Regions from separate parts of the Mus musculus genome. Here regions 1, 2, 3, 4, 6 and 7 are each linked to region 5. A link is a contact called in public ChIA-PET and HiChIP or PLAC-seq data. All regions are on one chromosome and are shown on one strand. The core of a region is the stretch at or near the end of the contact, and the rest is flanking DNA. Distances in the headings are between cores, read along the strand shown.

Region 1 (2,782 bases), core at 227-2,726, 470 kb before region 5:
TGCTTGCTTGCTTGCTCTCTCTCTCTCTCTCTCTCTCTCTCGCACACACACAGACACACACACAGACACACACACCATGACACATTGTCTCTTAAACGTCTTAAGATAAGCGTTACACATGTAATTTATTTGCTTTCTGAATTATTAGTGAAGCGCTGTGACTAACAGCAACTCGCTTAGATGGCTTAGGCAGCAGTGATGGCTCTGAGGTTAAGAACATTTATTGCTCTTGCAGAAAACCAGGGTTCAGTTCTTAGCACCCACATGGTGGTTCACATTACCTGTAACTCTAGTTCTATGGGACCCAATGCCATTCTCTGGTTTCCACAGATACAGCTGTGACACACAGACAACACACAGGCACAACATTCATACACATCAAATAAAAATAAGTCTTCAAAAAGAACAGCCCACAGTAGAGTGTTGGTGTCAACTAATACTGTTCCCAAATTGTCCATTTCAGTTCTCAAATACACTGTGGTGCTGTGAGAATCCGTCTACTGAGTTAGTTAGCAGACTTAGGCTAACTTAGACTTGTTCTCCGGGAGTTTATTTTTGCTGCAGTGGGTGAGGTGGTTCCACAGGTACAGGCCCTTTCCTTCAAGCCCGCAGACTGGAACAGACAGTTGGATGCAGATAAGTGGCACCTGTCTGCAATCCCACCACTCCTGTGGACAAAATGGGAGGTGGAGACAGGAGACTGGCCAGGAATCTGAGGCCTGCTAGACTGGGCACAAATAAGAGGGTCGGTGCCTCAGCAAGGTGTAGGGAGAGGCCAGCCTCTTCAAAGGCTTCTCTGATTTACACCTCACCGTCAACCCGCCCTCCTCTCAGGCCTGGGTACTCCTCACGCCTGCTCCATTGCACTAGCTCACCAAGACTCCCAACTCCTTCAGTCCCCCTCTGAGAAAGAGACGCTCCAGTCTGTTCTATCACACTAACCCAGAAAAGAGACAGTAGAAGGCAAAGAGAGAAATGTACGTTTGAAACGGTCTTAAAAGCAAATATTGTTTTAGTTTTCGTTAAAAAGTTTCTAGAAGGTTAGACATGCGAATGTTGCTTTTAAAATAAGCCAGAATCATATCTGTTTCTCACTGAGACATACGCAGTGAGCTAGATTTTTGCCTCTCCACAGTGCTCTATTTGATCGTACGGCATTAACGCCACACTCATATTTGAATGCACTCACTGTTTTCTTACAACACTTTGGACACAGAAAAGTCTTTCCTGCAAACGTGTCTGAAGAAAAGTCTAGGGGAAAAGCCACAGAAGTTAAGTTTCCATTTCATAAAACTAGGGTTGTTGGCAGAATTCAAAGTATAGCTGCGTGGCATTGACAGTGATGGCCTTTTTTATGTGAGACATTCAAAGTTTGCTGCCTGCGTCATCTGGAAGCGCAGACGTGGTTTAGCAGAACTGCTTGTTTGCCTCTGTTTTGTCAAGAGAGACGCAGCTCCTTACCTTACCCTGTGTGCAGTGCCGCTGCTGGGTTACTGCAGTGCTTTACAGACTGTGTACACAGGAAGAAGATGCTCTCGGGACTCTGCATGGAGATGTTTTCTCTGCCTCTTAGTGACAGGTGAAAGTGAGAGGGGTGCCCGCGAGCTTTACTGATCAAGAGTGAAACAGAGAAGCCGCACCCAGAGAAACTCAGCTTCAAATGCTCCACAAAGCATATTATTTAACTTACTTGGTATTCTGGGCAAACTCTTCCGTGGTTATTCAATTTATTAAATAACACAGATGTTTCAGAAAATGAAAAAAAAAATCTGACACCTCTTTGGAGGCATGACTAATAGGCCATTATGACAGCAATTAAGGAGCACCCACTGACAGACTGTAACAGCAACCACTACTGTGCCTTTGTTAGGTTTGCTGTTAATTACATCAAATTTAAGTCCCCAATGAATTGGAGTTAAACTAAAACAGGGCATCAAATGAAAGACAATTTTAGTGAAGAACAACTTGCTAAAAATGCACTTTCTTGAACACATTATAATTTGTAGTCCAGGTTCAGTGTTCCCTGTTGGATGCTGACAGATACATCCTAACTCCTTGGGAGGCATGCATTTCCCTAAAAGCATTTTCATATCAGCACACCTAACCAAAGAACTGTAAAGGTAGAGGAAACGGTTTCATGTCCCTAATTAAAGCTGCAGGAGAAGCAGATACTCGTTTCAGGTAATTACTGGTAGTAATCCCATCTATAAAACTTCTAGCAGTGAGTTTAAAGTAGAAACTACGTCTGAACTTCCTTTCTGCTCAGAGATTGCTATAGAGACACGAGCTGCTCAAGAGATCCTCCTTAAAATAAAAGTCAAAGCAACAGGCTTGACTTCTCGGGAAGCAAATGTTGACGTGCCCAGGTTTGTTCCTATCAAAGGGTGTTGTTCAACGATAGATTTGTGCTGTGCATGATTGACCTTAAAAGCTTAACTTTTTATAAGGCTGTAACAGTGGAAAATCCCGTGAAGTAAAACTAACAGCTTTAAAGAAAAAAGGAAAAAAAAAAAAAAAGACCCTGTACTGTATCATTTTGGAACACGGGCAAAGTAAAAACACAGAGACATCTGTTACAACCTGCCTTTCTTTCAGCCCAGAGCTCCGAAACTCAGAAATCTTCCAGTAAATCTGTAAGTTTAGATTCAAGGTTTGACAATATATTACAGAAGGAAAGAAATGTTCTATAGATGTGCTCTGCTCAGGCACACACCATCAGTTAAATCCAGTGAGCCTCAAACTGACACTCCCAACAGGGGCTTGTTACTGAACGTTTTTTCAC
Region 2 (2,887 bases), core at 159-2,658, 410 kb before region 5:
TTGGCTCGGTCAGTGGTGAAGAGTACTTTACTGTTCTTCAGAGGGCACGGGTTTGGTTTCCAGCCCCACATGGCTGGTCCCAATTACCTGTCAATTCATTTCAAGGGAACCTGACACCCTCCTTTGACCTACATCAGTACCAGGCACACAGGTGATGAACATACACACAAGTAGGTGAAATATTTATTCATAGAAATTAATTTGATTTTAAAAAGTCAAAATCCTGGACATGACCTGTTGAACACATTTCTTAAATAATTAACTGACAAACTTTTGTCCATATACACAGAGAACCACTTTTCAAAGCATTCATGACTTAGGCTAGTTAAATGACAAACTTCAGAAAGGATTAGCCCTTTCTTTGAGGCAGAAATATTGGCTTATTAATAAAAATAACCTTTACGGCACTTGGTAAAATGGCTTAAAAGGAAGCAGCAATTATTATGAACAGATAAATGGTCTATAACTTTAATTGCTGCCAAAACATAGGTACGGGGCATTAAAGCCACAGTTAATCGCTGTGTTAAATACCACACTTACAGAAGTGATAAAAAGACAGAAATTTTAATGAGAAAAGCATATCACATATTTAATATTTCAATGCATTAAAAACTATTTTAAATGTGAGCAGCTATTAAAGTATAATTGTATCCAAAGTTAAAATGAGAAATCTTTTAACAAGGAGTTAGTCAAATTAGTCACTGGGCCTTTTAAGTAAGCATTAACATGAAGACAGGTTTGAAAGTCTACCATTTTCATTTTCTGAAGAACTCTGAATTGTTCTGCAACATCACCACATGCCTTTGAAATGTGCTGCTTTCTGTATGGTACAGGGACCAGCAAGGAGTCCCACAGCATGCTTGCCCTTCCCACTGCCCACCTTTAGGACTCCTCAGCTAACCTGCCATCATCACTTTTCTCAAGAGCACATTCTACGCTAACCTGTTTCACACAGCAGCAGAGTTACGCTGGTTAAAAGCTCTCAGAAGTGGGCACAGATTTTATATATATAGTGCTTGATCAACCACATGCCTCAGAAATGGTGCCAAGGCCAGGACTCCACCTCTAGTCACAATCGCCTGGAGCCTGAGCATAGAAAAGGTTCTCAAAGATCCAAGGGATGCTGGAGGGAGAAAAGGAGAGTGCTCTGAGCATGTGTGTGAAAATATGATTTTTGGCAAGAAGTCAACAATGCAAAGTCATCAAAAAATAGCTGAACTACCTTAATAATTTGAGAGTCTCATAACATGCCTCTAAGGTGATGTAAGTTTGAAATACTCAAGAGACACTTGAATCCCCACTTAAGTGGGCGTCATACATGATGGGAGCTTCCTCTGCTTGTCCCTACCTCCAGTGCCCCGGCCCTACCTCCAGTGCCCCGGCCCCACCCTGCCCCAACCCGCATGCATGGCTGCAAGGTTCACACCCAGGCTCTCGGCACTTTGAACAGTGATGCTGCTTCGGGCACAAGGGTATCTTCCCACATCCTGTCATACCCAGCTGGAACAGCCCACCCTTGGCTTTTTAATTTCAAAAATTCATCTTTGACCTTAGCAAAATTACTCATGCCGTATCTTTCTAGTAGAGAAATCCCATACATCTCTAGGAGACTTTTTAAGTATCTGCCTGAAGAGAGGTTGAACAGTGGCCTCTCCCCCTGGGCTGCCGACTGACACCTAAGTCAGAGCGCCAAGGGCCAAAGGAAAGACCAGACCTAAATGCTGAATTCAATGGAGTCTCCCAGGGAGTCCAGGGGACTCAGAGCACAGGCCAAGTTCAAATCTAAAGGTGTCTACTCACAAAAATCATTCACATGTCTCTGTGTGTGGGAGGGAATCGGAAGATGTGCAACTGGCCCTTTAGGTACAGCATTAATGGTATGTCAGGATGCAGCCACATGGAAGCAGCCAAGACACTGAGCACCGGCACCCTGGACATACATCATTCATTAATGGGTAAAGTCAAATTTGAAAGAACACTTAACAAGAAATCCAATCCAGCCCCTATACAGACAGATACACATATATATTTTGATATACTACTTCATTTCACCAGTACACTTTCACAGCTTTATTTAAGGATAAGATAACTCCTTGACTTAGACAGGTAACACTGAAACCTGCGGTGTTGATGGAAATTCAATTAGAGAAATCAGTAAAGTCTTTACACCAGCCAGTGCTAACAAGCACTCCATTATAAATAGCTCTCATGAATAGTCATTTTATGTACAAATTTCGGGTGCTGAAAGATATCCACTGAGCAAGCAATTCCAGGTAATTTGCTAGTTGTGATTATTGTAATGTGTAATTTTTAGCTGTGATAATTACCCACGAGATTTAAAATACACAATCTTCAGAATAATTATGGAACCTCTATTTAGTTCTTTAGGCTTGCTGCTTAAGCAAAGAGGCTGTGGATTTATGAGGCCTGGGGATCTTTCTCAAGCCCTTACTGATTCTTCTTCCTATGGTACTCTGTGTGGCTCCATTTCTCCCCCATCCCCGTGCTGCTCTCTCCTATCAAGTGTATCTCCTCTAAAAAGTGCCAAGCACACCAGAGGGACAGCCAGCGTTGATTTTCCTGGAGTGGACTACCTCCTTCAGACCCTTGGTGCTTAGCCAGAAACCCACCTGGAAGCAGACCCATCTTGCAGTGTGGGACACAAGAGAGCTGTGGTCCACTTTTACTCCTGATCCCTGCAGTTCCGTGAAGTGATAGCTGTATTTATCTGTTCTGTCATTCTAATTTCAGTCAATGAGGTAGGATATAACATTAGGGGAAACTTAAAATAATATGGAGGTTGATTACTATGACTAAGAGTCACTGGAAAAAACATGGATTTGTGATTGTTACACACCTTGAAGGAGTTACAAATCTGTCAATGTCA
Region 3 (2,919 bases), core at 411-2,910, 510 kb before region 5:
GCTCAAAAAAGAAGTTAACAGAAGTAACGTTAAGGCTTCCCCCCCATTGTATTATGATTTCAGTAGAAGTATATTACATATCAAGAAGGAAAATGAATATAAATTATTCTAGCCTTCACATTATGAAGAAAAATTCTTAAGCAGGTTGACCTAGTACCTTAATATTAGTTTCTAAGCACTAATATTTCTTCATGATATATATGCTTGGACCTTTTGAAATTCATTAAAATATCTTAGGGGAAATGCATGAATTAATCATCATTATATGTAACGTATAGCTCCTTTTTATTAGATTGTAATTTGGCCTTTTGTGGGGGTGGGGAAGAAGGCAACAAAATCTTTTATGTGGAAGCAATGAAGGAAATATATAGGAACTACAGGCTAGGCAAGGAACAGGATTTTTAACCAATCACATACTATTGAACCGCATAGAAACAACCCCCACGTTTGACAGCATGACGATGCTTATGCCGATGCAGGATGATACAGAGATGCTCATCTTCTTACCGAACAGGAGCTTTGACATTATGGCAATGAGATGGTTGTGAATTCAGGGACACAGGATGGGATGAAGGAATCTTGTATTCATCGTCATCATCTTCTACCGTGTCTCTAGTTTTCTCTGAGAGACAATTTGCTAATGGACCAGTACACCTACCAAGAGGGAAAAGAAAATCCAATCTGGTTTAAGCATCATAAATACCAGAGCAGGAAGGTCTGATGTGACATAGAACAATGAAGAAACTGCTTTGTCACTGGAAGTTTTCAACTGTAAACTGTTCTTACATCCAATAGAAATGGAAGGCCTTGAAATGTTAAGATAAGATATTCATACCTGTGGTTTTTAAGGGTGAACTAAGAAAAAAATGAAAATTACGAAAATGAAAGGGTTTTATAAATAAAGCTTTAACATAAGATGTGTACAATTATTCAAGTCCAAGCTATTAAAATGTTAATTGCTCCCTCCCATGTACTGGAAATCAGCAAAAGTGATAAGGATACACTGAAATCAACTGGAAACAAGAGGTTCTTTAAAGGTTCAAACTGGTCTATGGCTAATACCCATAGTTTTAAAAAAGCCATACATGAGAGAAATTTAACTATCTTGTCAACTTATAACTGTAGTGCTAGAGTTCCTCCCACTGCAACAATTAAGAACGAAACGTGTCCACAATTAGAAGCCGATCATGACAGAAATAAATCTTTGAGATGGATTGTTTTTGTAACTCATGATACCTAAGTGTAATACCTAACTGCAACGAATAAAACACTTAGCGGGATACCGTGGTGGATTTGAGCATTTTACTTGATCATTTGGGAAAATATATAAAATAAAATTGAAAAGTACTCTACTTCCTGTGTGGGTTTTAATTTAACCTTTGCTACTGCCCAAGACAACAGTCCAAAAAAAAAAATGTTAAAATGCAACTTGGCCAACAGGTAGAAAGACAGCTAGTTTGCAAGACACTAGAAAAACTCGGATCCAAGCCACTTTAATTATTATAAACTTCACGGAAAATGTTCCCCCCCCCCCAAAAAAAAAAAAAAAACACAAAACAGTGTAATGTTCCAGCACATTCGGCAGAGGGAGCAGGAGCCCTCTGGTACGTGAGGCAGTCGATGCCTATGTGGCTTTTTGTCTTTTTTCTTTTTCCATTTTCATTTCTTCTCACCACAAAGTTTCATTTTCATTTTGTATTCTTCTCTCCGAGAGCTGAGTGTCCCTGTCTGAACTTCTTGGGACTAAAACATTTTTTCAGATTATTTTTTCCCCTCAAATTTTGGAACAGTTGCAGACTTTACCAGTCGTATCCCTCATGTAATCCTCAAAAAAGCTTTGGATTTTGGAGAACTTTCTATAATGATTTCACTTTTGGGTCAGTGTGGCTGAACACCCGTTATAATAGAAAAAAATGTCAGAGGTGTTTTGTATGTGTGTGTGTGTGTGTGTGTGTGTGTGTGTGTGTGTGTGTGTGTGTGTGCATGTATGTGTGTGCTCATATTTAAAGTTTCAACTGTATTCAGAGATCACGGAAAACCTTCCCTTGGGAGTTTTCAAAAGCTTATACTTTTAGTTTGTCTTTGAAGAAGTTTTCAGTATTGATTTTTAAAGCTCTGTTTGTTAAGAGATACTTCAGGATCCAAATGTCAGTTAATGGTAACCTGAAGCTTTGTTGTAGTAGCAGAGGGGTCTCTACACAGCCCAGAACACAGGCTATGAAATTCATAAACAAACAATAGTGTTATAGTCACTCTAGTTGAATCCTAGAAGACACACCTTGCAACTAAAGGTGACAAAAGTAAAGATGTTTCAAAATGATGACTTGATGGTGTTTTAATATGGTTAGGATAGAAATAACTGTATTTTCTTGCAAACACTAAATTCTTGGAGACAGACATCAATCTCACCAACCTCTGCAAAGACCAGGACGTCTCTATAGGCAGAGGAAGTGGGCCCTGCATGTTCCCATCCTCATCCTGCTCTGCTTCCAGTCTCAGTGAACACCATCTCTATACATACCACTTAAGTAAATACTTCAGAGACAAAAGGGACCTTTGACTTAATATTCAATAACTACATCAAGAGGTGGAAGTTCAAATCTGTCTTACAGGTTACTTCAATAATTTAATGATTTCCAAGAAGCACTTCACTCTGAAGGAAGAATACTTGTTTTTAATTTGCATAACATATAGTATGTATTGGGATGTGTGTGCTCATGCCAAGGTATGGATGGAGGTCAAGGACAACTTGTGGCAATCAGTTCTTACTCTCTCCTATCTTGCCGTTCCCAGGGATTCAACTCAGGTGATCAGACCTTGTAGCAAGAAACCATCTTGTCAGTGCAAGAAATAAACAATTAAAAAAAAAAACAAACAAACCACACCTGTTGTGGTTAGCTCTGGATGCTACCCTTCATT
Region 4 (2,700 bases), core at 29-2,528, 360 kb after region 5:
TAGGAGAAACTAATTTAGAAGAGAGCAAGAAGGTGGCATGGGATTCAGGAGGAGACAAACCTGGAGGCAGCGCTGCCGTGAGTAGTTATTATCTCCCACAAGCACTCAGCCTAGCACGGCTGTGTGTCTGCTAAATATGGCTGTGTGTCTGTCTAATCTGCAGCTCGCCTTTGCTTTACTAGTGACAGCTGAGAGCATGTGGTACAGATCAGGCAGGTTTGCAAGGCTACTGTGACTCATTTTCTTTAAGGGGTCACAAAAGCAAAAAGTACAACTGACCTTGTCCACTATTAGGCAGTGTTCCCTGAAGTACAGGAGACAGTCATCACTCTTGGCTCCATGAAGATAGAATCAACAGCTTCATTTGGGTGGCAGGAAAACCTGATTGAAGATTAAATGAGTAAAAGAAAAAAATTTTAAGTAGTCTTCCTTCCTTTAAACTAATGCTAAGCTTTAGGGAAGTGTGAAACACATTTTTAAAAACAACCGATGATGAAAAAAACATACACGCAAAGTAGATTGTACTATGACCTCTGGTTAGTGTTGCTTCAGCTATCTTAGTCACACCTCATGGAATTACTGTCAGTGCTTTTAATTGGTAGCTTCTTTGGTTTCAAGCCTTCACAGCAAACATTGGAGCTTCTTTCCATTTCCTTCTGTGGGTTCTGCCTTTGCTGTTAATTTCGCCCTCCTCTGTCAAAGCTTCAGAGCACACATTATACACATAATTAGGGCTTCTTCTCTAATATTTTGAACTTTGCTGATGAAGGTCTTGGGTATTTGTTCTGCCCTTGTGTTATAACTTCTTTTTATCCCACCTCGTTAAATCTAAATGAATAGAGCCCGATTAGTTTCTTCTAGTAGCCTACATACACGTGTTTTTGATCATTAAAAACCCTGTCCTTCTACAGAAGCTCCCGCCCCCCCCCCAAAAAAAAGAAAGAAAGAAAGAAAGAAAAATAAAATAAGAGTCAACAGGAAAAACTGTACATACAAATGTGGTGTTTAATCACCTATCTCTTCTTTAACAAATTTCAGCCCGAATCTGCTGTAACACAGTAATAACTTTGAACTCAGTACAACTTCAGGATGGGAATAGTATTAACCTAAAAAGGTAGACAATAGACACTTCTCTCCTTCTGGGTGCTACAGAGACTATATTTTAACCATTCTCTGCTTAAACGCAATCTTTTGAACATTTGGTTGTTACTCCATCCTGCCCATTCAAAGGTAAAAAGTTGCTGGCAACACTGAATTTTTAATAAAAGTCTAAGAGTAGCGTTGAATAAATCACGAGTGCCCCCTAGTGTATGGAAAAAGCAACATCTAAGTACCGTTGGAGTTTGCTGATTCTGTTGCTAGAATCATTTGTTATAAAGAAATGTGATTTTCTCCAATATATCTGGGGAACCAGAGAGCTTCTGGTTTCCTCGTCAGTTTGGAGGAAAACAAAATACTACATCTTTCAAGTGATATTTTAGGCATGCTATAGTTGTAAATAGTACAATTTAATGAAACTATCGAGGGACATGAGAATAAGAAGTATGATTTTTTAAAACCTCCTCCTCCTTCTCTTCTTCCTCCTCCTCTTTCTCCTCCCTATATATAAGCAAGTGTAATATAGATGCAAGTGCATTCTCTGTATCTGGGCCTGTGTGTGTGTGTGTGTGTGTGTGTGTGTGTGTGTGTGTGTGTGTAATTGTCTTGAAATAAACGTGAATGTGAACTGTTTTCATTAATGGAATGATTAATTCAATCGCTAAACATCTATGGATCTATTCTTTTTGTCCGGAAGCATAAATAAATAGGCAAAACCATCAGCTTGAGAACACTCTGACAGTGGAAGCTGGTCCTGTCCAAGCTGAATGGAGGCTGTTAACAGTACATCTTTAAAGGTAAAACATCTTTCCTGATGTCCCAGAGACCTAAGGGAAGGGTATTTCTACTCTGCACGAGCATCCTCAGCATTTACCTTTGTACTCAGGTCTGCCATCAGGGATCGTACAGATTCCCTGAGAGTCATCACCACTTGGATCAGCAATGGCAAATAGACCTCAGAGTGTAAGTTACAAGGACCACAGTGACATGAATCAAATGTCATAGTGAAGGATTGTTAAACTCATGAGAAAACAGGAAAATCTGGTTTTTGTTTTGTTTTGTTTTTTTGACAAACAATGATAACAGTCAGCGATGATATGATATGAAACAGGAAGTTGTTTATAGAGGGCAGGTGACAAAGAGGGAGACTGAATTGATGTACAGAGTGATTTTCTGGAACTCTCTCCCAAACTAAAATAGAGGTGTTTAGGGAAGTGTTTCCCAAGGAATGGAAAATATCAACTCCAGGTGACCTAAAAGCAGAGGTCACCATACTCATAGGCAATTTATAGCTAGAGGTGGCAGTGGAAGTATCTAGTATGTTTTGACTTCTAGCTACCTTTGGTAAGTGAGCCCTTTATGCACTTTCACATAACATATTATAACCATGTCACCAGCTGTTTCTGTTTCAGAAAACTTGAATATTCTTTCCCAAATGTTTCACTCTTCATCATCACAATTTTCCTTAGAGTGTTTTTTTCTTTCTTGGGCCACTGTTTCCTAGGCTGGTACTGTAGTTCATCTGTGAGAATTATGAATCGATCATAGCATAGCCCATAGAGGAAAGCCGCTTCAACTTCAGTAGATCTGGACAGACGAATC
Region 5 (2,700 bases), core at 148-2,647:
GGACAGCTGCTTGGGGTCTCAAATTCTAAACATCAATCTTATGATTTATATAATGGGTTTTATAAATAATTTGCCAATATCACAGGCGTTGTGAGAGAGAGATATTTTGATTTTGTTGTTGTTTTTAGGAGGCAAGTTCAAGTACAAAGTTTACTGTGGAGCTTTCTTTGCATCTTGAATTTCCTTGTGTGTTTGGTAACTTTACCTAGCATCCATTAGTTCATAGGTTGAAACTTGGGCCTTCAACTTTATGTCAATGACTTCTAGTCTGCTATGAATGCACTAGAGATTGCCAGTTAACAATCACTGGTTGCTAACTGTGGTACCCAAAGAAAATCACAGTTGGTACCTTCCTCATGGGGGTCTGTGCACCCAGTAAGAGCTCCAGCTGTAGATACCCCGACAAAGAAGCCTGTTTAAACCAGTATTCTAATACCTAATCAATCAGAAAGTTCAAAGCATACAGTCCTCCCACTTAAGAGTGTCGGGGGAGGGCTGTTACTGCACCATCTCAGAGCCGGAAATTCTTGCTTCCTCTACAAGCAGCCATCTGGATCCACTATTACTAAAGGACACAGATCCAATTACAAACATGTATTTGTGAAGGAAACTTACAGTATCTTTGAAAGGAGTCTCTCGTACTTGAAGTCAAGGTCTGCTGAAGTTTACCTGTTAGAAATCAACTTAGGTTAAAAAAAAAGAGAGAGAGAGAGATACCTCAAGATAGAAAGAAAGTGAGAATAAAGGAGAAATGCAAATAAAATAGATCTCTTGGCTTTTTTCCTTATTCAAACTCTTAAATCTATTGAGAATGTTGGAAATTTTTCTTTGCTTACAGCATCCCCTTTCTTTCCTTCTTTCTCTCTCTCTCTCTCTTTCTTTCTTTCTTTCTTTCTTTCTTTCTTTCTTTCTTTCTTTCTTTCTTTCTTTCTTTCTCCTCTTCCCTCCCTCCCTCCCTCCCTCCCTCCCTCCCTCCCTCCCTCCCTCCCTCCCTTCCTTCCTTCCTTCCTTCTTTCTTTTCTTTCTGTCTTTCTTTCTTATTTTTTATTCGATATTTTCTTCATTTACATTTAAAATGTTATCCCCCTTTCCTAGTTTCCTCTCTGAACGTCTCCTATACCCTCCCCCTGACCAAAGTCCCCAACGTACCCACTCCCGCATCCTGGCCCTGGCATTCCCCTGTACTGGGGCATATAATCTTCGCAAGACCAAGGGCTTCTCCTCCCATTGATGGCCAAAGGAAATGACTGTAGCATGTAATCTTTCATAACAGAGAAAATGATCAAACTCAGGTTAGAAAGCAAGGAAAAGATGAAAGCTTTGAAAGACTTAGAACTTTGCTGACGTACAGACTGAGGCTGGGAAAGGCTAAGAGGCAGGAAGTGCTGTTGCTATTGCTTCTGAGGTTGTATTTCATAGTTTCCACTTTGGTTAACTGGAAGGAAACTGGGTGATTGGGGGTAGTTGTGTTATCGATCACATCAGTTTTCTGCTTTGTTTCTATTTTTTTCTTAAAGCATTACTCTTTTCTATGCAGGAAGGTCTAGGAATCATTAACCTACCATATTGTATGCCACAATCAAATGCTTTGCTACAAAGATGGGGAATATTGAAATTGGCACTGGTGGATGTCATCCTTAAGTCACAGAGGGAGTTGTAAATGTAGTCTTAGAGATCAGACGTTCAGAGGAAACCAAATATCATCTATGATCCTTGTTTCTAGACTCAGAGTTGCTCCACTACGAGGATTCTCATAGCACATTTGCATAAATACACAATTTTTCATAGAGAGGTTTACCATTTTTAAAATACATACAACCCGACTGATTTGATTTTCAAAAAGTGCTTCCATCAAGATTATTTTTTAAAAAAACAAAACAAAAGAAGAACTGACACTTGCGATGTAGGTCCTGTGATGTCCTGTCACTGGACAGGACACTGAATCAATCAGCTCCTGTCTGCATGAAGTTCATGGTCAGTGCTATGACCTGGACATGCAGATGAAGATGAATTCCATCACATCTGAGGGATACCAGCCCCCAAAACTCTCAACGAACTGTTCTCAATGGATTTACCTTTGTCTTATGTGAGGTTTTCAAGCTTGCTGAGGACTGAGCTATTACGAAATATTGAATAGATGTTTAATAAATATTTCTAGATTAGTATATATCAGACTGATAACTCTAATTCAGTGCAACTCACATTAATACTAAGGAAACCTGCTTGTCAGTGAGCCAGAAATGACAGCTACCTAGGCTAATATAAAACCTCAATGTCAGTCCTATGAACTCAGTATAAAAGTAATCTCATGGATTTCTGCCCAGTATTATTAGATCAGTGAAAAGAAAAGTTTGTGGCATCTGAAAGAAACAGTCCCTACTTTACAGACATGCTATGTAAAGAACAAACATCTATAGTCATTCTGAAGATAGCAACATGAAGAAAGCTTCAGCGTTTTTTTTTTTTTTAATTGGATATTTTATTTATTTACATTTCAAATGTTATCCCCTCTCCGGGTTTCCATCTGCAACCCTCCTATTCCATCCCCCTTTACCCTGCTTCTCTGAGGGTGCTCCCCAACTCACCTACCCACTCCTGCCTCACTGCCCTAGCATTTCTCTACATTAGGGCGTCGAGCCTTCACAGAACCAGGGCCTCCCCTCCCATTGTTGCCAGATAAGGCCTCTTCAACTCCTTCAG
Region 6 (2,787 bases), core at 165-2,664, 450 kb before region 5:
ATATGGTTCATGATTCAGGCTCCACGGAATATGGTCACTTGATTATTCTGTGTTTGCTAGGAATCCTAGTTCATGGATATCCAGGTCATGGATATCTAAATGCATATCAAACAGAGGGCACTAGGGTCCAAGTGTTAGCCACCCTGAACTCTTTATTTGCATGCTGAAGATAGACTAATCATCAATTATCAACCGCCTCCCACCTCCCAGATGCTTTTTGTAGGGGTGAAAACACATGTTCTTTTATGTTTCTTATGAATGCAACTAGAAAGTGTCTTTCATAAGTGTAACCATCTTATAGGATTTGGTTTATTCTCTTCCTACCAATCAATATATCTTATTATATATCATACTGCAACAGTTTCAATAAGCCATGCACTGACATGCTTCAGAATTTTTGAGGACTAGTGAACAGATTTGGGGGAACATCTGTCTCTCCCTTTTAGAACTCAGCCATTCCCAGCCCTTGACCACCCTCCTTCCCAATATGAAAATCTGTAACACCCATCATTTGTTTCTTAGCAACCTTTCCTCCTTTCATCATGCCAAGTTCCTACTCATGAATAGATGGAAGGAAGAAACTATTCATACTTTAAACATTTATATTTCAGTCTTCAAAACAGGACACAAGAGCTATATGCATGTGTGAGAAAGATAGTACATGTTTCAATCTTGAGTTTTTCTTTACCATTGTCTCTGGAGAAACTGAGCAGAAATGAGCGAAAATTTCCTTGGCCTCTCTCAATCCCCATTTTCTCACTAAAGATCACATACAGTTATAACTTGAATATTCTGAATTACTATCATTATCTACAGTAGTAAATTGTTAGCACAGACTATGTCATTTAAAGGGCTTATTGTCACAGAGAATTTGGAACCTAAATTAATCTGTGGGCCTGGGGAGGGGCCAGAGAATGAGCAATTTAAATGAGTTTTTAAATGAGTGTTGATTCTGCTGGTCTCTCAGAGCCACTGATGGGCCATACCTATCACCTGGCAATGACACTAGAGGCACTTAACTATGGAAAGGCCTAACACCACCTCTGGCTTTGAGGGACATACAGAGATATCCCTCGATGATCCAAATGGGGAAAATAGAAAACTGTGCTGATGGACTGCCCAACACAAACCCAAGTGATTACAGAGTGGTGTAGGAAGTAGCCTGAAAACAAAATAGCAAGACAGGCCTGCACGAAAGCTTAGGTGTGAAGCACCATTAAAGAAGAAAGTTAAGATACTTAATACCTCAAAAGTCTTTAATCTATGTATGAAAAAAACAGGAAACCACAGAGAACTGAAGAGAGGCACCACATCAGAGGCCATTTAGGAGAAACACACGTCACACTCTGATTAAGGTTTACAAAAGGTAATGTCATAAAAGCACAAGGAAAGTATTTAGCAATCTTAGGCAGTTATTGATTAATAGACACGTGTAGATATGTAGTTAGGTCAGCTGCATTGCATGACCATGAAAGCGTTGCCTAAGAGGAAAATATTCCTTTCCCAAATTAAAGTTTCCAATACTTAGCAGACACAGAAAACTAAAGTCCTAACTTGCAGAAGGGAAAATGGTGATCAAAGAACTACTAATTTCAGAATGACATAGACACAACTTTTTTCTAGAAAAGCACAATATTATTTTATTTAAAAAGCATAAACTGTAAAGAAACTGGCCAAGTGGAAAAGTTCACTCTTTTGTGTGTGTAAAGTATAAAGTCAAAACAAAATGGTTGTAATAAGCATCTTGATGTTACCCTAAAATCATCATATCCAATATTTAACATTCATGCAGATTATAACCTACTTTGAATATCTCTGACTTTCCAGACGAAAATATATATTTCAGCTACTTCTAAAATTTTCCTCTGCCATACAACTGCAGAGCAATAATTTCCAACATAAAAAGACACATTTCCACACTAGCTGTGTAATGAGATTTGATCATAGTTCATTTGTGATAAACCCTAAGCCCCAAGTACATATTCATTAGAGCCTTAATTAAAGCTGGAAAAGAAGGCTGAGAAACCAGAGCATTATTTGGCTGGTTTATTACACCGGATCATTACTGTATCGTCCCTCCACTTTTGTGGACTCAGCAGATTCCCAGTGTAGGGGGTGGTAGGCCTGGGGGCAGACTAGCTTCATGAGGAAAGAACAGAAGAAAAATGCAAAGATCTCTTTAAAAGAAAGAAAAAAATACAGAGTTTTCGAACTCTTGCACCTTGGGTCTACTTTACAAAGTTGATTATCAATTGTCATAAGATGATGCCAGAGGAGAATATGTTGATGGCGAAATGTTTCACAGGTATCTGTGAACTTGTTTGTCTTGGCAGTGATCAAAGGCAAAGAGGGAGAAGAGAAGCAGAGACAGAGAGAAGCACAAAGTGGCCAACTTGAGCTTTGGTATCTCACAATCCCAGAAAATTTACTTTCTTTCATTTGCCTCCTGTCACTATAAATCACATTAGCTGCAGGCAGAAAACCATCAAAGTACACTCAGAAAGTATTTCATTTTTATAACATATATTTAATTTCTGTGCATATGCACACAAGTGTGTGCATCTGGAGAGTGGGGAGGCATCTGAGGACAAATTGTCATAGTTGATTTTCTCCTTCCATAATGTTGTTCATGGGGATTAAGCTTGTCTGCAGGGTCATCTTACTTGACCAAACACAATGTTCAATATACAAGGCAGGTTAGACAGACCAGTGGGTATCCAGACGATTGCTTCAATAGTATGATCTCAGACTCTTTAAAACCGCAGTAAAGAGAAGAGCTGTGATTCC
Region 7 (2,882 bases), core at 182-2,681, 390 kb before region 5:
GTGCACCCAGTCTCCCATTCCCTACAGTGCACCCAGTCTCCCATTCCCTACAGTGCACCCAGTCTCCCATTCCCTACAGTACACCCAGTCTCCCATTCCCTACAGTGCTTAGCCATCGAACACTCAGAACCCAACAAAACATGTTCTCACGTGACTCCAACTTAGGAGTGCTTCTCTACGTCCTTAAATGTCTCCTGTGGTACACTTCTCTACCTGAGTCCAATCCATGCCCCGACAGGAGTGTTAACATTAGATCCAAAGTATTTCCTCACAAGCAGTCTTTCCTGACCCCCAGCTGGGTTCCAAGATCTTATCTGTGAAACCTTCTGACTTGAACACCCCTCAACAAAGTAGGACATCAAAGGTGTAAGACGGAGTTCAACGTCTAAACTATCAGCTAGGATGCTCCCACAAACACAAAATAAAGCTTAAATCCTAGGCACTGACTATTCAGAAGAGGCCTCACAGTTAGCTGTCAGGACTGGAGCAGCGAGCGTGAACTGGATCCACACCACACTAAGGAATGACAAGAGAGGGGTGTGGTGAACACAGCTTAGCCTTTGGCAAATGGATAATACTCGGAGGCACACAGAGACTCAGGGCAAATGCTTGAAATCTTTACAATCCATGAGTTCCAGCTCAGGTAGAGAAGCCGCTGGGTGATCTATGAAAATGCCGTGCATCCCCACTTCTGCCCAAGCTCCAGTGACCCGCAGTGAATTGGGAACTTTCTAAAATAACCCCTCGTTAAAGGTCATGGCTTGAGAGGCGGGACAGCAAACACAGTCTCACCCCTCACCCCATGAACTCGCCATCGCTGAAATACTAGATAAAAATGCTAGGTATTCAGGCCTTCTGGCTATTTTAATCCCCCATAAGAGACAGGCTGCAGTAAACGCGTATGCACTTGCTGTTAGGATGAAGCCATACACACAGCAGAGGTGGCAGCCAGACACTTTACATGGCGGGCAGTCATCGGAGCCAGCAGACATCTGTACTGACTCAAATCCAATGAGAATCTTGGTGGCCTAAGATCAATAGCATTTGCCTTTGTGTTTCACCTCCAAAGCTCCTGCTACTTCCTAAGGTTGGTGGTCTTGGCTGGGAAAGATGACAGTTTGCCTAAAACTGGGGGAGCGTCAGTGTTCTAAGGAAATGGGAAGAATGTTAGGAGAGGCTACCTGGGACACTTTCTCTTGAAGAATGGCGTCCCTGTCAAGCCCAGGGTCCCTGCCTCTGTCAAGTACAACAACCGTTGATGTCCCCATACGAATTAATGTAGGAGAGTCATCTGGGTCTGAAAGTACCGCTTTCAAAATGAAATGTTGATTTGGGAGTGTTTCCAACCTTGTTGGAATACACAAGATCCCCAACTCTAGAAGAGCAACGGGAACTTGAAAAGGGCAGTTCAGGTAGGTTCTCAAACCAGTCTGGGGAAATACCACAAACACGTCACCGAGACAATAATGAAACAAGAGAGCCAGCCTCTGACCTCCAGGGTTACAAGATGAGAAAAACAGTTTGGCATTTATTTTAAGGGCAAGTTTCAAAACCCAACACTGGCCTGAGAAACAGGAACCAATGCTGAGGCTTTCTTTACATAGAGGGACAGCAGCCAAACATAATGGTAACTTTGAGATAACTGACATCCTACACTGCATAACTGACAAAAACACACCAAGCCACCCCCTCCCTGGCATTATGAGTCAAAACAAACTGCTGACAAACGCAGACAGCTATGTGAGGGGGTGCAACAATAACAGAGAACACACAGGCCTCTGTTTGTCTTTCAAGTGTTACAAGTCAGCTTGTGATGGGAGAACACAGCAGCTATTTCTTTAAAAGGCTGTTTACACATTGAAAACGTCTCAGATGTTCCTCAAAGCCACTTTGCTTATACAGAAGAAAAGGAGGGGGTAGGCATAGTTAGCAAGAATGCCAGAGCCAAGCCTCCAAGAATGCCTTTTAAAAGGAATAAAGGGGAAAGAGACACTAAGAAGGTACAAGAGAACTTTCCCGAACATCTAACGGAATTCTCACATCATATCCTACACATCAAGAAATTCTATCAACAGCAATGCAGGATAGTTTCCAGAACACGATGCCTGCTACTCTAAGGGGGATCTGGAGCAGGGAAGACCAACCATGTTCTGTCAAGGCGAACCACGAGTTATGATCAAGGACCTTTGTCAATAATGCAGACCAAACAAAACCACGTTATTCATGTCGAAAGCGCACATTTGGAGGATTCCCCAGTTGTTGTAAGCTGGTATATTTAGGGTCATGAGCGCAGCACAGAACAGAAACAAAAAGTCTTTAAGGAAATGTTAATATAAGAATTTAAAGGAAGTGAAAACAGCTCGCAGGGGTTCAGAGAGCCAGCCACTGAGTGGGAGAGCTGTGAATGCTCACTGCGCATGCGCACGGGGCATGCAGGAGCAGGCAGAGGCGCTGTGTGTAACCACCTCTAACTTTTCCACAAACGTTACTTCACTAAAGATAGACACACAGTTAAGACAGCGCCCTGAATTGTGACTACTCTGCAATAAACAGCAGTGATATTAATCTATTTACCCACGTGCCTTTCTTTTAAAATAACTGGCCCCGGAACTGGCCCCGGCTGCCAAATCTCAGGAAGGTGGCATTGTTTATCCACAAGTTCTAAATGACCGACTTTAGACTTTTTGCTAGTTTCCAATGTGAAATTTTACCTTTTACCTCTTTCCAAGCAATAGAAGCTCTTTATCTAGATTAAATCAAGATTTTCAAATAATAATATGGAAATTGGGAGAAATAGCAACTATTATATGTATCTGCCAAGTCTGAACACTGTTTTGAATACTATGTGGAAATACACAGAAGTGACTTTTGCCTTTAAATTA

Evidence for each region. HiChIP or PLAC-seq counts read pairs in DNA pulled down with a chosen protein or histone mark. ChIA-PET counts read pairs in DNA pulled down with a chosen protein or histone mark.
Region 1: an RNA polymerase II ChIA-PET map of effector CD8 T cells shows a contact between it and region 5, with 7 read pairs. The contact joins two enhancer-like sites. A contact is called at or near these places in 1 of 15 datasets of contacts at CTCF or cohesin (the NIH/3T3 cell line), 3 of 484 Hi-C or Micro-C datasets (CD4 T cells and CD8 T cells) and 4 of 115 datasets of contacts at active chromatin or transcription factors (effector CD8 T cells, memory CD8 T cells, regulatory T cells and 1 more).
Region 2: a contact with region 5 is called in a BATF HiChIP or PLAC-seq map of CD8 T cells, with 8 read pairs. The contact joins two enhancer-like sites. A contact is called at or near these places in 1 of 15 datasets of contacts at CTCF or cohesin (CD8 T cells) and 3 of 115 datasets of contacts at active chromatin or transcription factors (CD8 T cells, effector CD8 T cells and thymic regulatory T cells).
Region 3: a contact with region 5 is called in an H3K27ac HiChIP or PLAC-seq map of regulatory T cells, with 8 times the contacts expected there. The contact joins two enhancer-like sites. A contact is called at or near these places in 1 of 15 datasets of contacts at CTCF or cohesin (pro-B cells), 10 of 484 Hi-C or Micro-C datasets (the C10 cell line, CD4 T cells, CD8 T cells and 4 more) and 6 of 115 datasets of contacts at active chromatin or transcription factors (Th2 cells, effector CD8 T cells, memory CD8 T cells and 3 more).
Region 4: a contact with region 5 is called in a CTCF HiChIP or PLAC-seq map of CD8 T cells, with 9 read pairs. The contact joins two enhancer-like sites. A contact is called at or near these places in 2 of 15 datasets of contacts at CTCF or cohesin (CD8 T cells and pro-B cells), 5 of 484 Hi-C or Micro-C datasets (CD8 T cells, Th1 cells, Th2 cells and 1 more) and 1 of 115 datasets of contacts at active chromatin or transcription factors (memory CD8 T cells).
Region 6: a Foxp3 HiChIP or PLAC-seq map of regulatory T cells shows a contact between it and region 5, with 13 times the contacts expected there. The contact joins two enhancer-like sites. A contact is called at or near these places in 1 of 15 datasets of contacts at CTCF or cohesin (the NIH/3T3 cell line), 5 of 484 Hi-C or Micro-C datasets (CD4 T cells, CD8 T cells and bone marrow-derived macrophages) and 5 of 115 datasets of contacts at active chromatin or transcription factors (CD8 T cells, effector CD8 T cells, regulatory T cells and 1 more).
Region 7: a contact with region 5 is called in a Foxp3 HiChIP or PLAC-seq map of regulatory T cells, with 6 times the contacts expected there. The contact joins two enhancer-like sites. A contact is called at or near these places in 1 of 15 datasets of contacts at CTCF or cohesin (CD8 T cells), 2 of 484 Hi-C or Micro-C datasets (both in CD4 T cells) and 5 of 115 datasets of contacts at active chromatin or transcription factors (CD8 T cells, effector CD8 T cells, regulatory T cells and 1 more).

Annotation. Positions count from the first base shown.
Region 1 is chr16:52,146,220-52,149,001 of GRCm38.p6, reverse strand. The region is part of intron 9 of Cblb (Casitas B-lineage lymphoma b); the gene reads right to left. Among named protein-coding and RNA genes, the nearest start is that of Gm23513, 42 kb to the right of the region's middle. Within about 2 kb of position 1,476, at least 46 of the 459 cell types and tissues checked have an H3K27ac peak or open chromatin away from gene starts, as enhancers often do. A contact at or near this core is called in CD8 T cells, effector CD8 T cells, memory CD8 T cells and 2 more, where this site is marked.
Region 2 is chr16:52,085,457-52,088,343 of GRCm38.p6, reverse strand. The region is part of intron 3 of Cblb (Casitas B-lineage lymphoma b); the gene reads right to left. Among named protein-coding and RNA genes, the nearest start is that of Gm23513, 18 kb to the left of the region's middle. Within about 2 kb of position 1,408, at least 16 of the 459 cell types and tissues checked have an H3K27ac peak or open chromatin away from gene starts, as enhancers often do. A contact at or near this core is called in CD8 T cells, effector CD8 T cells and thymic regulatory T cells, where this site is marked.
Region 3 is chr16:52,180,947-52,183,865 of GRCm38.p6, reverse strand. Cblb (Casitas B-lineage lymphoma b) reads right to left here. Exons shown (of 18, transcript NM_001033238.1): 14 at 508-654. Among named protein-coding and RNA genes, the nearest start is that of Gm23513, 77 kb to the right of the region's middle. Within about 2 kb of position 1,660, at least 65 of the 459 cell types and tissues checked have an H3K27ac peak or open chromatin away from gene starts, as enhancers often do. A contact at or near this core is called in CD8 T cells, CD8 central memory T cells, Th1 cells and 6 more, where this site is marked.
Region 4 is chr16:51,314,344-51,317,043 of GRCm38.p6, reverse strand. No RefSeq gene overlaps it. Among named protein-coding and RNA genes, the nearest start is that of Gm32431, 260 kb to the right of the region's middle. Within about 2 kb of position 1,278, at least 8 of the 459 cell types and tissues checked have an H3K27ac peak or open chromatin away from gene starts, as enhancers often do. A contact at or near this core is called in CD8 T cells, Th2 cells and pro-B cells, where this site is marked.
Region 5 is chr16:51,673,973-51,676,672 of GRCm38.p6, reverse strand. No RefSeq gene overlaps it. Among named protein-coding and RNA genes, the nearest start is that of Gm29686, 310 kb to the left of the region's middle. Within about 2 kb of position 1,397, at least 36 of the 459 cell types and tissues checked have an H3K27ac peak or open chromatin away from gene starts, as enhancers often do. A contact at or near this core is called in CD8 T cells, CD8 central memory T cells, Th1 cells and 7 more, where this site is marked.
Region 6 is chr16:52,128,163-52,130,949 of GRCm38.p6, reverse strand. The region is part of intron 4 of Cblb (Casitas B-lineage lymphoma b); the gene reads right to left. Among named protein-coding and RNA genes, the nearest start is that of Gm23513, 24 kb to the right of the region's middle. Within about 2 kb of position 1,414, at least 46 of the 459 cell types and tissues checked have an H3K27ac peak or open chromatin away from gene starts, as enhancers often do. A contact at or near this core is called in CD8 T cells, effector CD8 T cells, regulatory T cells and 1 more, where this site is marked.
Region 7 is chr16:52,059,965-52,062,846 of GRCm38.p6, reverse strand. All of the region lies in intron 3 of Cblb (Casitas B-lineage lymphoma b), which reads right to left. Among named protein-coding and RNA genes, the nearest start is that of Cblb, 30 kb to the right of the region's middle. Within about 2 kb of position 1,431, at least 228 of the 459 cell types and tissues checked have an H3K27ac peak or open chromatin away from gene starts, as enhancers often do. A contact at or near this core is called in CD8 T cells, effector CD8 T cells, regulatory T cells and 1 more, where this site is marked.